Linked DNA regions of Zea mays: all the other regions are linked to region 3. Evidence: chromatin contacts called from public Hi-C data. All regions are on one chromosome and are shown on one strand. The core of a region is the stretch at or near the end of the contact, and the rest is flanking DNA. Distances in the headings are between cores, read along the strand shown. Region 1 holds the start of LOC100273451. Region 2 holds the start of LOC100282073 (AT-hook protein 1). Region 3 holds the start of LOC103637703.

Evidence for each region. A called contact is a pair of places that touch in the nucleus more often than the background predicts.
Region 1: a Hi-C map of leaf shows a contact between it and region 3, with 5 times the contacts expected there. The contact joins the promoter of LOC100273451 here to the promoter of LOC103637703 in region 3. A contact is called at or near these places in 5 of 25 Hi-C or Micro-C datasets (bundle sheath, ear, leaf and 1 more).
Region 2: a contact with region 3 is called in a Hi-C map of ear, with 5 times the contacts expected there. The contact joins the promoter of LOC100282073 here to the promoter of LOC103637703 in region 3. A contact is called at or near these places in 7 of 25 Hi-C or Micro-C datasets (bundle sheath, ear, endosperm and 3 more).

The regions. Positions count from the first base shown.
Region 1 is chr1:101,151,761-101,156,329 of Zm-B73-REFERENCE-NAM-5.0, reverse strand. It overlaps LOC100273451, which reads left to right and starts at 1,796. Exons shown (of 5, transcript NM_001147888.1): 1 at 1,796-2,270; 2 at 2,635-2,900; 3 at 3,015-3,132; 4 at 3,678-3,886; 5 at 4,268-4,569. The coding sequence starts at 1,917.
Region 2 is chr1:101,447,715-101,452,409 of Zm-B73-REFERENCE-NAM-5.0, reverse strand. It overlaps LOC100282073 (AT-hook protein 1), which reads right to left and starts at 1,970. Exons shown (of 6, transcript NM_001154986.1): 1 at 1,717-1,970; 2 at 898-1,640; 3 at 750-802. The coding sequence starts at 1,465. LOC103637704 (protein FAR1-RELATED SEQUENCE 5-like) reads left to right here and starts at 2,194. Exons shown (of 5, transcript XM_008660389.1): 1 at 2,194-2,498; 2 at 2,586-2,684; 3 at 2,766-4,371; 4 at 4,445-4,695. The coding sequence starts at 2,376.
Region 3 is chr1:101,303,419-101,308,010 of Zm-B73-REFERENCE-NAM-5.0, reverse strand. LOC103637703 reads right to left here and starts at 1,396. Exons shown (of 5, transcript XM_008660384.3): 1 at 574-1,396. The coding sequence starts at 813.

The sequences.
Region 1 (4,569 bases), core at 547-3,046, 150 kb after region 3:
AAAAGAGATTTAAGTATAAAACATTATTCAAACAAAAGAAATTGCATGCAAAACTCTTCTTTAAATAATATTACCTTCATCCAAAAATATAATTCAAGAATCTATGTGATACTTATCTACTACTACGCATTGTGCAAGGGTAGCAAGTAAGCTTGGTAAGAGATGTAGTAGATGTGTTTCCTGTCATAGATGCTGACATAAACACACATGTGGTGTAGTGGTAGCTACTCTTGGCCTTTGCTTAAGAGGTCACGAGTTCAAATCTCCTTGAGGACATGTGTGTTTTTTTAATTTTAGCTAGACGTGAGCTGTACGGGGGAATGTGAATGAGCTTTGCGAGGAGGGGGGAATGGAAATGACAGAACATAGAATGATGATAGAACATGGGAATGAGAAACGGGAATGGTGGCAGAACGGGAGATGATAGAACATGAGAATGAGAAACGGGAATGGTGGCAGAACGGGAGCGGCAGAATAGGAATGGTGGCAAGTAGGGATGGCAGCGGGGTCGGATTTTGTTCGGGTATAATAATACCCGACCCGAAATTATACCCGAGACTTCTACAAATATCCATACCCACCAAGCCAATCAGGCGAGAAACTGTACCCGTACCCATGCCCATCGGGTATCCACCGGGTATCAGATATCCAGTAGATATGTTACTGTAGACTAAATAACATTCAGTTAGTGTTATAATAAATACATAAAATATTTTAGTTTCCATCTAATCACCAGTACAACACGAGAATGACTATATTTAGCTACACGTCGATACAATATCTCAACTTAATGAGTTTATGACAGTTGACAATCATAACATTGTCAATGTCTCATTGATCTCTATTACATTACAGTTGACTGTTAGCACAAATTAATATTCATTAATCAACAACACATGCGCCATGATAAATTGATAAATAAAAACATCATGCAGCAACCAGCTCCAGCAGGTGACATTTGACAATCATAACATTGTCAATGTCTCATTGATCTCTATTACATTACAGTTGACTGTTAGCACAAATTAATATTCATTAATCAACAACACATGCGCCATGATAAATTGATAAATAAAAACATCATGCAGCAACCAGCTTCAGCAGCCCGTGACATGGTGTATAGTAGCAGCAGCCTGCCGCCAGCAACAGCAGTCCGTGGTCGTGCCTGTGTCCATGGTGAAGTAGCAACAACCAGCATGCAACAAAACCAGGATTGTTGTGTATTTTTTTGGCTCCATTTTATTATGGTCCTTAATTTTTAGTGGATGTATCACATTTAAAAAGGTATATTGATATCTCGGATATCTACTGGATACCCGCGGGTAATTTATTTTACCCATACCCAACCCGATATATTTCGGGTATCCGACCCGATAGAACCCGCGGGTGAGTTTTCTATCCATATCCACCGGGTACGAAACCCGCGGGTATCCATACCCACGGGTCCAACTGCCATCCCGGGTGGCGAGGCTCAAAATATACAACTATATATATAAATATATATATTCTCCTCTTTTTTGCGACAGGGAGCGAGACAGCCGTACTCTCGTCGTGTCTGGTCACGCATAGGTCTATTTCTTCTTCTTTATTTGTTTAATTTATATAATTTCAGCTATTATATATATATATATATTCTCCTCTTTTTTGTGACAGGGAGCGAGGCAGCCATACTCTCGTCGTGTCTGGTCACGCATAGGTCTATTTCTTCTTTTTTATTTGTTTAATTTATATAATTTCGGCTATTATTTATTATATACATATGTTCTCCCCTCTTTTCTAGTGACAGGGAGCGAGGCAGCGAGGCAGCAGCTGCAGCCGGCCGCGCCCCCATCTCATCTCGGGGGTCGGGACCTGATTACCCCAATCCGTTTCCTCACCAAATACGCCACGGCGGCGCGGCGCGCTGGCTACCCACAATGGCGCTCACCACCGCCTCCACGGTCTCCTCTCCCTCCCGAATCATCCGCCGCTTCTCTTCTTCTCAAGACTCTCGCCCCCCTTCCTCGCTCCTACATCTCGCCCCGCGCCGAGGACCCGGGAATTCCCCGCGCGCCTGTAGCTGGCACCGGCTCGTTGTGCGCCGGATGGGCTGGGCGGCGCGAGCGCTCCTCGGCGGATTATCGGACGCCGGCGCCAGTGAGAGCGACGAGGAGGAGGAGCACGTCCTACGAGTGGGGCAGCGGGAGGGCGAGATCGACGACGCCGTGGAGCTCTCCGCGGCGGCCGTTGGGCCAGAGAGATGGGACGTGCTGGGCCTCGGCCAGGCGATGGTGCGTGCAACCCTGGTCTTCTCCCCCTCCCCCAGTTTATAGGAAAAAAATCAATATTTATGAAACCAGATATATATAATGCAATACTATATTCAACGAAGAATCTAATGATACTTATTGGTACCATATTTATTGATATTCTTTAAATAAACTTGATCAAACTCAGGATGCTTTGACTCCGTATTAGGCTACAACTATAATTAGATGCCTGAATAAACTGTTGGGCCAGTTACTCTACTTGCCTCTCAAGTATTGATCAGGAAGATGCAACTTGTGAAAAGTAGTTCAAACTTCTATCTGTACGGGTGTGTTGTTGAGAACTTAAGATCAATTCTGACTAGTCACTGTTCTGCGGGGCAAATAGGTTGACTTCTCAGGGATGGTGGATGACGAGTTCCTTGACAGATTGGGCATAGAGAAGGGCACGAGAAAGGTCATAAACCATGAGGAGAGGGGACGGGTCTTGCGTGCCATGGATGGATGCAGCTACAAGGCTGCAGCTGGAGGCTCCCTGTCCAACTCGCTCGTTGCGCTGGCAAGGCTTGGTAGTAGCCAGTCTGCTGGCTACCCTGAGCTTAATATTGTGATGGGCGGCAGTGTGGGCAGTGACCCACTAGGTAGTTTCTACAGGTAATTCACTAATTTGTCACTATTTCTATTGCAGGTTTGCATGATGTCCTATTTCTGCACTGAGTCTTTAGAGTATTGGCTGACATCATGCTTTCTGTTCAATCACACTTTTAGGGCAAAGTTGCGCCGTGCTAATGTGCACTTCCTGTCTAAGCCGGTCAAAGATGGAACAACTGGAACTGTCATTGTTCTAACAACGCCGGATGCACAGCGTACTATGCTTGCGTATCAGGTCAATTCCTTTTACTTCCTTTGCTGACAACTCTTCTATATCTGAACTTGTCAGATATTATTTCAGTTACACTTGCTTACTGCGCTTTCCCAGCCCTCTTTACACTCTTTAGACACCTCAGGGCACCAACTTGTGTCTGGACATTAAACAGTTCACTATCTGGCCTCTTAGACCGTCTCCAGCATTTCACCCACATGGTGACCAAAAACACTGCTATGTACTGTAGACTGCACTGTTCGCACAGTGAAGTTTGAATATGAGAATGGGTAAGCTATTGGAGATAGCTTTAAGAGTCTATACCATATCTAAATCATATGAATATCAATGTGCAAAGGATGAAGTGAAATTTCCAGGGATTTTTGTCATGGTATTGTTTGTAGTAGTATGAATATGGAAGCAAAACTATCATGTGATCTTAATGATACATCCTTGATTCATGAGCCTGTATTTTGGAAAAGTATAATTCATTGGCCAATCATCTAGATTGTGCTGCACCTGCAACAAATATATGCTCAAACAGTGGCATGCGCTTCCTGTCTTTGCAGGGTACTTCGTCAACTCTGAGTTACGATTCAGACTTGGCCAGTTTAGTGTCTAAATCAAATGTACTAATTGTGGAAGGTTATCTATTTGAGCTGCCTCACACAATTGAAGCTATCAAGCAAGCGTGTGAAGATGCTCACAAGAATGGTGCAATCATTGCTGTTACTGCATCAGATGTATCTTGCATCAAGCGTTGCTACAATGACTTTCGGTGAGACTACCCTTCTTTCAAAGGATTTCCTGTCAGATTCGCAGCTTGGGACCATCTGGGCCCAGCTGCACACGTTTCCAGATCTACATGAGTACATGCCCAATCTTTTACTTGCTTCCATTGATAGTGCATATTGACTAAAAAGAGGATCGCTAAGCATCTTATGTCCCTTTTATTTTATGTGCTTCACAAAGGCCACATTATTCGATATCTGGTTTTATCACTGAAACTAGCAAAATAACCTTAGGGCATAATTATTCATGAATTAGTACCATTAAAGCGTTTTTTCATGTTTCCAGAACCAGCCATTTTTAGTTAATGCATCTGTATTATGCCCTCAGCTTACGACACTAATGACCGCCGAACCAAAACAATTTTCAGGGACATTGTAAGAAACTATGCAGATATACTGTTCGCCAACGCCAATGAAGCAAGGGCGTTGTGCGAGCTACCCTCAACAGACAGTCCCATGTCAGCCACAAGATACTTAAGCCACTCTGTTCCCCTAGTATCTGTGACTGACGGCATGCATGGCTCCTACATTGGGGTGAAAGGTGAAGCAATATACATCCCTCCACCACAATGCGTGGCTGTGGACACTTGTGGCGCTGGCGACGCATACGCTTCTGGGATTCTGTACGGCGTCCTCCGGGGTGCTTCTGACCTGAAAGGCATAGGACTCC
Region 2 (4,695 bases), core at 721-3,220, 140 kb before region 3:
GCCACACAGTTAATCCAATTCAAACATCTAGTAAAAGTAAATTTAGGTTACTATTCGATATCCATCAATTTAATTAATAATAAAGTTAGCAAACACCAGTGAAGTATGCTGCATCCATGCTTCCAAATTAGATCAACCATCATGATTCACAAACACAATGACGTTAGAAGGCAACTAATATATAATGTTTGCTTCCATGGAGTAATTTGATCAGCATAAGCAACCCTTTCGCCCAGCTACCCTGCACAGTCCATGTCCTCACCCACAAGAGTCAAGACTCGAGTGAGGACTGCACAACCAAAAGGTGCCAGCTGCCTGGAGCCCCTCGTCGTATTCTACACCGCAGGATTCAGGCTGGTACTGGCAGCACCAGAGTCTCAGTCAGAATCCGGAATGACAACGAGTGCATCACCCACTAGTACCAGCTTGCCACCACTGACAGTGGGCCCGGTCAACTGGTAGCTGTGCCGGGAATCTGACGAACACCCACGCCACGCGAGCTCACAGCCTGCCGGGCTTCCCAACGGCATGGCAGAACAGAGCACAAAGGTCACAGCAAGCACAGGTGACTTGGCCTTCTGGCAAGAAGCCATACATGACATGCGTACTCCCTACGACCATACATGACTTGGCCTTCATAGAGGAGATGCGCCGACTCGCAGATCTACGCCATACGACCAGCGACGGCAAGCCGGCAAGGATGCATGCAACAAAAGTTTTGAAAGTTGAACAAGATCTGTGAATCTTACCTCGCCGGCCTTGACGGTGAGGATGTGAGGGGTGAAGGCGATGCCCCAGGAGCCTGCACGAGCGAAGAAAGGAGCACAGCACTGGTGAGATAGGGCGCGCGCAAGAAGCATGTACGAAGGGATTTTAGCACGGGAGAGAAACATGTACCCAAGGCTTCGAACTGCTTCTTCTTGCCAGAGCCGGGAGGCCGGCCGCGGCGCTTGGCGTTGGGGTCGGACGGGGGGCTGCTGATGGAGAACCCGCCGCCGTGCTGCTGCTGTCCGGGGGCTGCGGCGCCGCCGGCTGAGGCGGAGGAGATGGGGGCCAGCGCCAGAGCCATGCTCCCGTCGGGCGCGTACTTGCGCGGCCGGCCGCGCTTCTTGCGCATCAGCTCGCCCATGCCCAGCACATTGGCCCCCGGTGCGCCCGCGCCCGCGGCGGACTGCGGTGGTGGCACCGTGTACAGCATGGGCGCGGAGTGGTGGTGCTGCTCCCCGGGCGCCTTCCCGGACATCTGGTCGAACGAGAGCCGCATGCCGCCGGGCATGGACGCGGCAGGCGACGGAACCGGGGCCGCCTGCTGCGCGAACGGCGGCGGCGGATGGTGCTGGTGCTGGTGCTGCGGCGGCGCCATAGAAGAAGGGGCCGGCGGAGGCGGTTGAGAGGTCGGTGCAGGCACGGGCGCCGCGGTGGTGGTGGTGGCGGCGGCGAGCGGCGACACGTCCTTGGTCTCCATTTGCGTAGATCTATCGGCTTGGCAGCTTCCGCCCCTTCGTCTTGTCGCCGCTGACGCTGTGCTTCACAGTGGCAGGGGTCCTGTCGGTCGAGCTTGCACTCACAGCACAACGAGGCTCTCAGCTTTGACCAGACAAGCTGAGCTGATCAGAGACCTTGTCCTTCTCCTCCCAGCACTGCAAGGGGCTCAGCAAGGCTAGGTAAGACTAGAGCACTAGCGGTAACATGGAGATTAAAAGCGAGAGAGCACACCCTTTTAGTCTCAGCTACTAGTAGTAGTTAGCTATGAGTTGCTCACAAGAGATAATTTTTAAAATCTGGAGCTAGGAGACGGATAAAAAAAATCAAGGGAGGAAAGCGGAAAGCACGGTAGGGAGGGAGATTTGGTGGAAGTTAGGAAGGGGAGGTGTGTCTGATGCCCCGCGCGCACGCCTGTACGGTACCTAGGGGCAAAGTGATTAGAGATCGGCAGGGAGGGGAGCAAGCAGCAGGTCCATCACCATTCCATGACCCGCTTCGTCCTCCTTCCAGGTCCAAGTCCACATTTCACACCAAACGCCACTCACTCACTCTGCTCCTCTTGGCCTCTTGCTTTCTTGTTTCGCATGCAATGGGGAGAGATGGATGGTAGTAGCTCGACCTCGAGGGAAAAAATTCCATACATGCGTGCTGCAGAGCGATATCTGTGCAGCACTTACCGGATTGATGCCACGTGTTCATTTATTAATCTCAAAGCAATCTTTCGGATCGGCTGGCCACACTAATTTAATGTTAAAAGGAGCCAACGTTTGGAGCCAGCTGCCAGCCGTACAAGCAAATAAGCCATCTACTTTTTTTCATGCCCTACACAAACGAGCGCCGCCATTCCTTGCGTACCGCAAACACACAGCCCTAGAGGGACGATTGCATCCATGGAAGAGTACAGCGATCCTGCCGCCGCCACCACGAATATCATGTCCCAGCTGCAACCCTTGCTATGTGACGTCCCTACCCAAATCGTCGATCCATCTGATCATGAAGAGGCGACACTGCAGGTACTGTCATCATTAGTTCTTTTGATCATTGTACTTTTTCCGTCTATTTAGTTTGTCTATTTGACTGTAATTCCCACATTTGCATAGAACATTGAGTGTATAAACACCGAAGTAAATATTGTTGGCGCTATCGATACTAACATTCAAGGCAAGGAGAACACGATTCCAGAAGTGGTGACATATAAGGTGATTTTATTCTAAACGTATTTTGCAATAAATTTCCGTACTGTTGTAACGTGACTTTATTCTAAACGTATTTTGCAATAGAAGGTTGATCCAGTTGGACCAGCTGTGATTGTTCCTAAAGTAGGAATGTATTTTGACTCTGAGAAAGAAGCTTATGAGATGTACAATGCTTATGCATGTATGGTTGGGTTTAGTATTAGAAAGAGTGATACAAGACGTCGACCAGATAAAACTATATTTCAGAAACATATAGTTTGCAGCAACCAAGGTAATAGAAAAAATGAGCCATCACAATCAACTACAAGGACAGGTTGCAAAGCTCGTGTCCAGTTTAGCATTAGCAGGGAAGGGGTTTGGACAGTGCAAAAAGTTGAACTTGAACACAATCATACCCTCGCTAGTCCGAACAAGGCACACAAGTTAAGGTCCCAACGACATGTTATTGAAGCGGACAGACAACTCATTAGCCAAATACGGGAAGCTGGAATGAGACCAACGCAAGTGTATGAATTTATGAAGCAATTTTATGGAGGTGCTGATAAAGTTCCATTCTCGAGGATGGATTGTAATAATGAGATCGGTCGCGAACGAAAGAAATATTTAGAATCCAATGATGCACAAACACTATTGGAATACTTGAAGAATAAGCAAATAGAGGATCATGCATTTTTTTATGCCATTGAAATAGATTTGGAAGAAGGTGAGCAATATGGTCGGATAGCTAATTTCTTTTGGGCTGATGGTCAATCTATATTAGATTATGCATGCTTTGGAGATGATGTTTCATTTGACACCACATTTCAAACAAATAAGTTTGAAATGCCTTTTGCTCCACTACTTGGAACCAACCATCATAAGCAGACAATAGTCTTTGGGGCTGCACTGTTATTTAATGAAACTATTGAATCATTTGTTTGGCTCTTTCAAACCTTTTTGACAGCAATGTCAGGGAAACATCCAAGTACAATTTTCACTGATCAAGATGCAGCCATGGCATGTGCAATTGCTTATGTGTTCCCAAATACAAGACATCGACTTTGTTTATGGCATATTTATCTTAATGCCGCTAAACATCTAAGTCATATCATTCATAACCATCCTAAGAAGTTTCTACCTGCATTTAAAAATTGTGTCTATGAAGATAGATCAGAGGATTGTTTCAAAAGGAAGTGGAATGAACTGTTGATTGAATATAGCCTTGAGGAGAACTTGTGGATGCTAAATCTATATAATTTAAGAGAAAAGTGGGCTGCTGTTTATCGTGACTCTTTTACAGCGGATATGACAACTACTCAAAGGAGTGAAGGTATGAATAATGTATTTAAGAAGAGATTCCGTAGGAAACTTGGGCTTTCCGAACTCATCGTCGAATGCGAGAAGGTTTCTGCTTCTCTTCGCGAAAATGAGTTGGATGAAGATTTCAAATCACGTATGAAGAATCCAGTTAATTACATCCAAAATTTACCTTTGTTGAAGTATGCTGCTGAATCATATACAAGGAGGATGTATATGGAGTTTGAGGAAGAATTTAAATGTCAGTTTTCATATTCATGTAAATTGTTACAATCTGAGGGGTCAATATCAACATTCATGGTTACACATATGCATTCAAATTATGGAGCAACAGTAACATTCAATGTTGCAGATTTGACCATTACATGTTCTTGCAGGAAGTTTGAATCCATAGGTATGTATTTTCATTTGAAACTATAGTTTTGGTTCTAATACAAGTTGCTAACCAAAACTTTCATATCTTATAGGTATATTGTGCAAGCATGCCTTCAAAGTATTTAATATGAACGATGTTTTCATTTTACCACCGAAATATATATTAAATAGGTGGACAAAATATGCAAAAAAGGGATTTCATATTGAAAGAAAAACAAATCAGAATGAAACCTTGAAAGCACATGCTGCACGCATGTCTCGAAAGGCAACATCCCTTGCATTGAAGTGCTCAGTGTCAAGGCCACTTCTTGATTATTTAGAGAAAGCATTAGAGAAGTTGGAG
Region 3 (4,592 bases), core at 147-2,646:
GGTGCTCAATATGTTAACAATCAAACAAGAAATGGACAAACAGTGTAAACTGTGTTATTGAAATGAACACCGGCACAAGCAAGGTCCACCTTGCATTATTTGCAGAAAGTAAGAATATGGCTGCAATAAGAAACTAAGTAATTTGTTCACCCTTGCACCGTTATTCTTGGGTAGCACTTTCCCACATCATTTGTGAAATCACGACTATTCACGGGATGGCACTTCCCACATTGTTTGTGAAAAAAATTAGTAGTAGTAGATCCTTTCATTTGGTGTGACCAAATTGCCAATTTGTTAGTGAACCGTTCACAGAATTCGATGCAATGATGCAAAAGGAATTCCGCACAATATTTCCATATTAGCATGCTTGCAGTCAGCAGTAGTGCATCCAAACTCAACAGTTTACTCAGCCCAAAACCTCGAGGCGTCTAACACCTGAGGAATCTAGTTATCTAGTGCAGATGCTTCATATAGCTGGTATATTTCAAGTCCAAACAGCTAAAAAAAAGGGTTGGCAACCTGAGTCTAAACCCATCGAGTTTAGCAAGCAAGTGATACCCAACAAAAACGCACCTTTACAAAGGAATCAGATGACACTGGGCAGGGAAGATCGATGCACTCCTGCTTCTGCGCACTCGATTCCGGCCGATAAGTAGTCCGAGGATGGGTAGCAGATGAACCAGAAGGAGAAGTAGCTGGTCCTTGTGCCGGTGGTGGTGGAGCTTCTGCCTCTACGCGTGCCGCTGGCCACATGAGCCGAACGAGACGCCGCCTCCTGACGTCGCACCCCTCAGCGCCGCGCCACCCATGCATATCCGGCTCGCTGCATCTTCTCCAACGTCGCTGCCGAACCCTCCTCGCCGAGCTCCGGCACCGCGCCGCACCACCATCACCAGATCGCCGGCAGCAACCCTAGGCCCTCCGGAACCCTAGATCCGCAAGCCTCCGCTCTGAGCGCATCCGGAACACCCGAATTCGGGTCCAATCGGCCGATTCAGGCGAACCGCCTCACCGGCGGGAGGTCGAATCCGGCGGAATCGACGGGTTCCGGTCGAGCTCGATTGGGGATTTCGGGGCTGGGTCACCAAAGTGGGCTCGGCGTCTTGGAGTCGATCCGAGATGGGAAGGAGGAGGAGTGAGAAAAATTCAGCGATTCGGGGGAGGGAGGGAGATCGCAGCTGAGGGGGCAGGGGCAGGGGCAGGGAAGAGACGGCGAGCGAGGTCGGGGTCGAGAGATGTGGAGAGAGAAGGGATGATGTCTCGTCTCGACTCCTTGCAGGAAGGAGAGGAAAGCACAAGGGGCAAATTCGACCATGCAGTGACCGCAGGCGAGGGGAGCTTCTGTGCCTGTGCGGCGACGACGTTAAACATGTGTGAAGTCAGTGCACATTTACATCACACGATGCAAAAGTCAAGCCATATGCCCATATCAAACACGGCTTGTGACATGACACTAGTTGTTTTTTTATGTTTTCAGATCCTTTATTTCACCCTCTACCCAAAAACTAAATTCGTTTAAGACTTTTAATTATTTATATAATAATTGATGTATATATTTTGTATGTGTATATCATCGTTTATTTTAATATAGACATTGTCGGCGTTTCGACCCCGGGGTCCCTGGACCGACGAGTAAATTGTCGCCGCGTGCCCCAGTCCAGATGGGTCGGCGCGAGACGGAGCGCGAACGGGGAGAAGCCGGAGGGAGACAGGCGTAAAAGGGAAACCCACGACCTTCGTGTTTGTCCCGCGTCCAGGTCGGGTGCGCTTGTAGTAGGGGGTTACAAGCGTCCGCGCGGGAGGGAGCGAGAGGCATATGTGCGCGCCGTCCCATCCTCTTCCCCGCGCGGCCAACCCTCTGTAAGAGGGCCCTGGACCTTCCTTTTATAGGCGTAAGGAGAGGGTCCAGGTGTACAATGGGAGGTGTAGCAGTGTGCTAATGTGTCTAGCAGAGAAGAGCTAGTGCCCTAAGTACATGCCGTCGTGGCAGCCGGAGAGGTTTTGACACCCTGTTCGTGTGGTGTCGTGGTCGTCGGAGGAGCGCTGGAGCCTGGCGGAAGGACAGCTGTCGGGGCTGTCGAGTCCTTGCTGACGTCTCCTTGCTTCCGTAAGGGGGCTGGGAGCCGCCGTCGTCATGGAGCATGCAGAGCGCCATCATTACTTGTTTACCGGGGCGAGCCAGATGGTATGCCGGTCTTGTTCCCCGTAGCCTGAGTTAGCTTGGGATAGGGTAATGATGGCGCCTCCTGTGACGTGATCGGTCTGAGCCCTGGGTTGGGCGAGGCGGAGGCTCCTCCGAGGTCGAGGTCTAGTCTGTCTTCCGAGGCCGAGGTCGAGTCCGAGCCCCTGGGTCAGGCGAGGCGGAGACCGTCGGCTGAGGCCAGGGCTGAGTCCGAGCCCTAGGATCGGGCGAGGCGGAGTTCGTCGTCTTCCGGGGCCGAGCCCGAGTCCGAGCCCTGGGGTCGGGCGAGGCGGAGTTCGTCGTCTTCCGGGGCCGAGCCCGAGTCCGAGCCCTGGGATCGGGCGAGGCGGAGTTCGTCGTCTTCCGGGGCCGAGCCCGAGTCCGAGCCCTGGGATCGGGCGAGGCGGAGTTCGTCGTCTTCCGGGGCTGAGCCCGAGTCCGAGCCCTGGGGTCGGGCGAGGCGGAGTTCGTCGTCTTCCGGGGCCGAGCCCGAGTCCGAGCCCTGGGATCGGGCGAGGCGGAGTTCGTCGTCTTCCGGGGCCGAGCCCGAGTCCGAGCCCTGGGATCGGGCGAGGCGGAGTTCGTCGTCTTCCGGGGCTGAGCCCGAGTCCGAGCCCTGGGGTCGGGCGAGGCGGAGTTCGTCGTCTTCCGGGGCCGAGCCCGAGTCCAAGCCCTAGGGTCGGGCGAGGCGGAGCTTCCTATGGCGCCCGAGGCCGGACTTGGCCGCTGTCAGCCTCACTCTGTCGAGTGGCACAGCAGTCGGAGCGGCGCAGGCGGCGCTGTCCTCTTGTCAGGCCGGTCAGTGGAGCGGCGAAGTGACTGCGGTCACTTCGGCTCTGTCGACTAAAGGGCGCGCGTCAGGATAAGGTGTCAGGCCATCCTTGCATTAAATGCCCCTGCGATGCGGTCGGTCGTCGTGGCGATTTGGCCAAGGTTGCTTCTTGGCGAAGACTGGGCCTCGGGCGAGCCGAAGGTGTGTCTGTTGCTTGAGGGGGCCCTCGGGCGAGACGTGAATCCTCCGGGGTCGGCTGCCCTTGCCCGAGGCTGGGCTCGGGCGAGGCGAGATCATGTCCCTTGAGCGGACCGAGCCTTGACTTAATCGCACCCATCAGGCCTTTGCAGCTTTGTGCTGATGGGGGTTACCAACTAAGATTAGGAGTTTTGGGGGTACCCCTAATTATGGTCCCCGACAGTAGCCCCCGAGCCTCGAAGGGAGTGTTAATACTCGCTTGGAGGCTTTTGTCGCACTTTTTTGCAAGGGGACCGACCTTTCTCGGTTGCGTTTTGTTCCGGTGGGTGCGCGCGAGCGCACCCGCCGGGTGTAGCCCTCGAGGCCTCAGAGGAGTGGTTTGACTCCTTCGAGGTCTTAATGCGTTTCGCGATGCTTCGGCCGGTCTGGTTGTTCCCTCATGCGAGCTGGCCGTAGCCCGGGTGCACGGTCGGGTCCCAAGTTCTCGGGCTGGTATGTTGACGCTGTCAACGGTTTGGCCGGAGCCGGGTTTGCGAGAGCAGCCCCCGAGCCTCCGCACAGAGCGAGAGGACGGTCAAGGACAGACTCGACTTTTTTACATACGCCCCTGCGTCGCCTTTCCGCAAGGAGGAGGGGGGGGGAAAGCGCCATGTTGCCCTTGGAGGGCACCGAACATGGTGTCTTCGGTGAGCTGCTAACGGGTAATCCGAGTGGACGCCCGTGCCCCATTTGTTTGGGGTCAGCTAGTGGCCCAAAGGCGCGCTCCAAAAGTACCTGCGGGTGATTTGCCGGACCCGGTCCCCTTTTGACGGGGTCCGAGGGCTCGATGCCTCCCTCTGATGGGATTCCGTTACAAAATCGTTCCCGTCGGTCTCGGAAATGTCCTAGGGTACCTCGGGAGCGTAGCCCGAGCCTTGGTTATGTATCGAACGTACCCAGGGTCATCCCTCGCTTTGTGTCTGAGGCGGCTGTCGAACCCTTTCGAGGGCCAGCCTACGAACCCCTGATCAGTAGTGGGCGCGGAGCCCGAGTGGCCTGAGGCGGCCGTTGAACCCTTCCGAGGGGCCGGCCTTCGAACCTCTGACCAGTTGTGGGCGCGGAGCCCGAGCGCTCTGAGGCGACTGTTGAACCCTCCGAGGGGCCAGCCTTCGAACCTCTGATCAGTAGGGGGGCTCGGGGCCCATTTCCTTCACAGAGAAGGATCCCTTTCGGGGTATCCCCTTTCCCGGTCCCTGTTGTAAGAGAGAGAGAGGAAGAGGAAAAGGATACGAAATCGAATGACGTGGCGCACCTTTTTTGACGCGGTCATTATGGCGGAGGTGAAGCGTCGCCTGCTTCGCCTGCCAAAGGCACCGCCTGTCCTGCCGCAGAGTTAATGCGACGGGACGAGTGGTTCGCAGGGCAGCCGTTGTGCGTGCGCGAGCCGTTCGAGGAACGGGA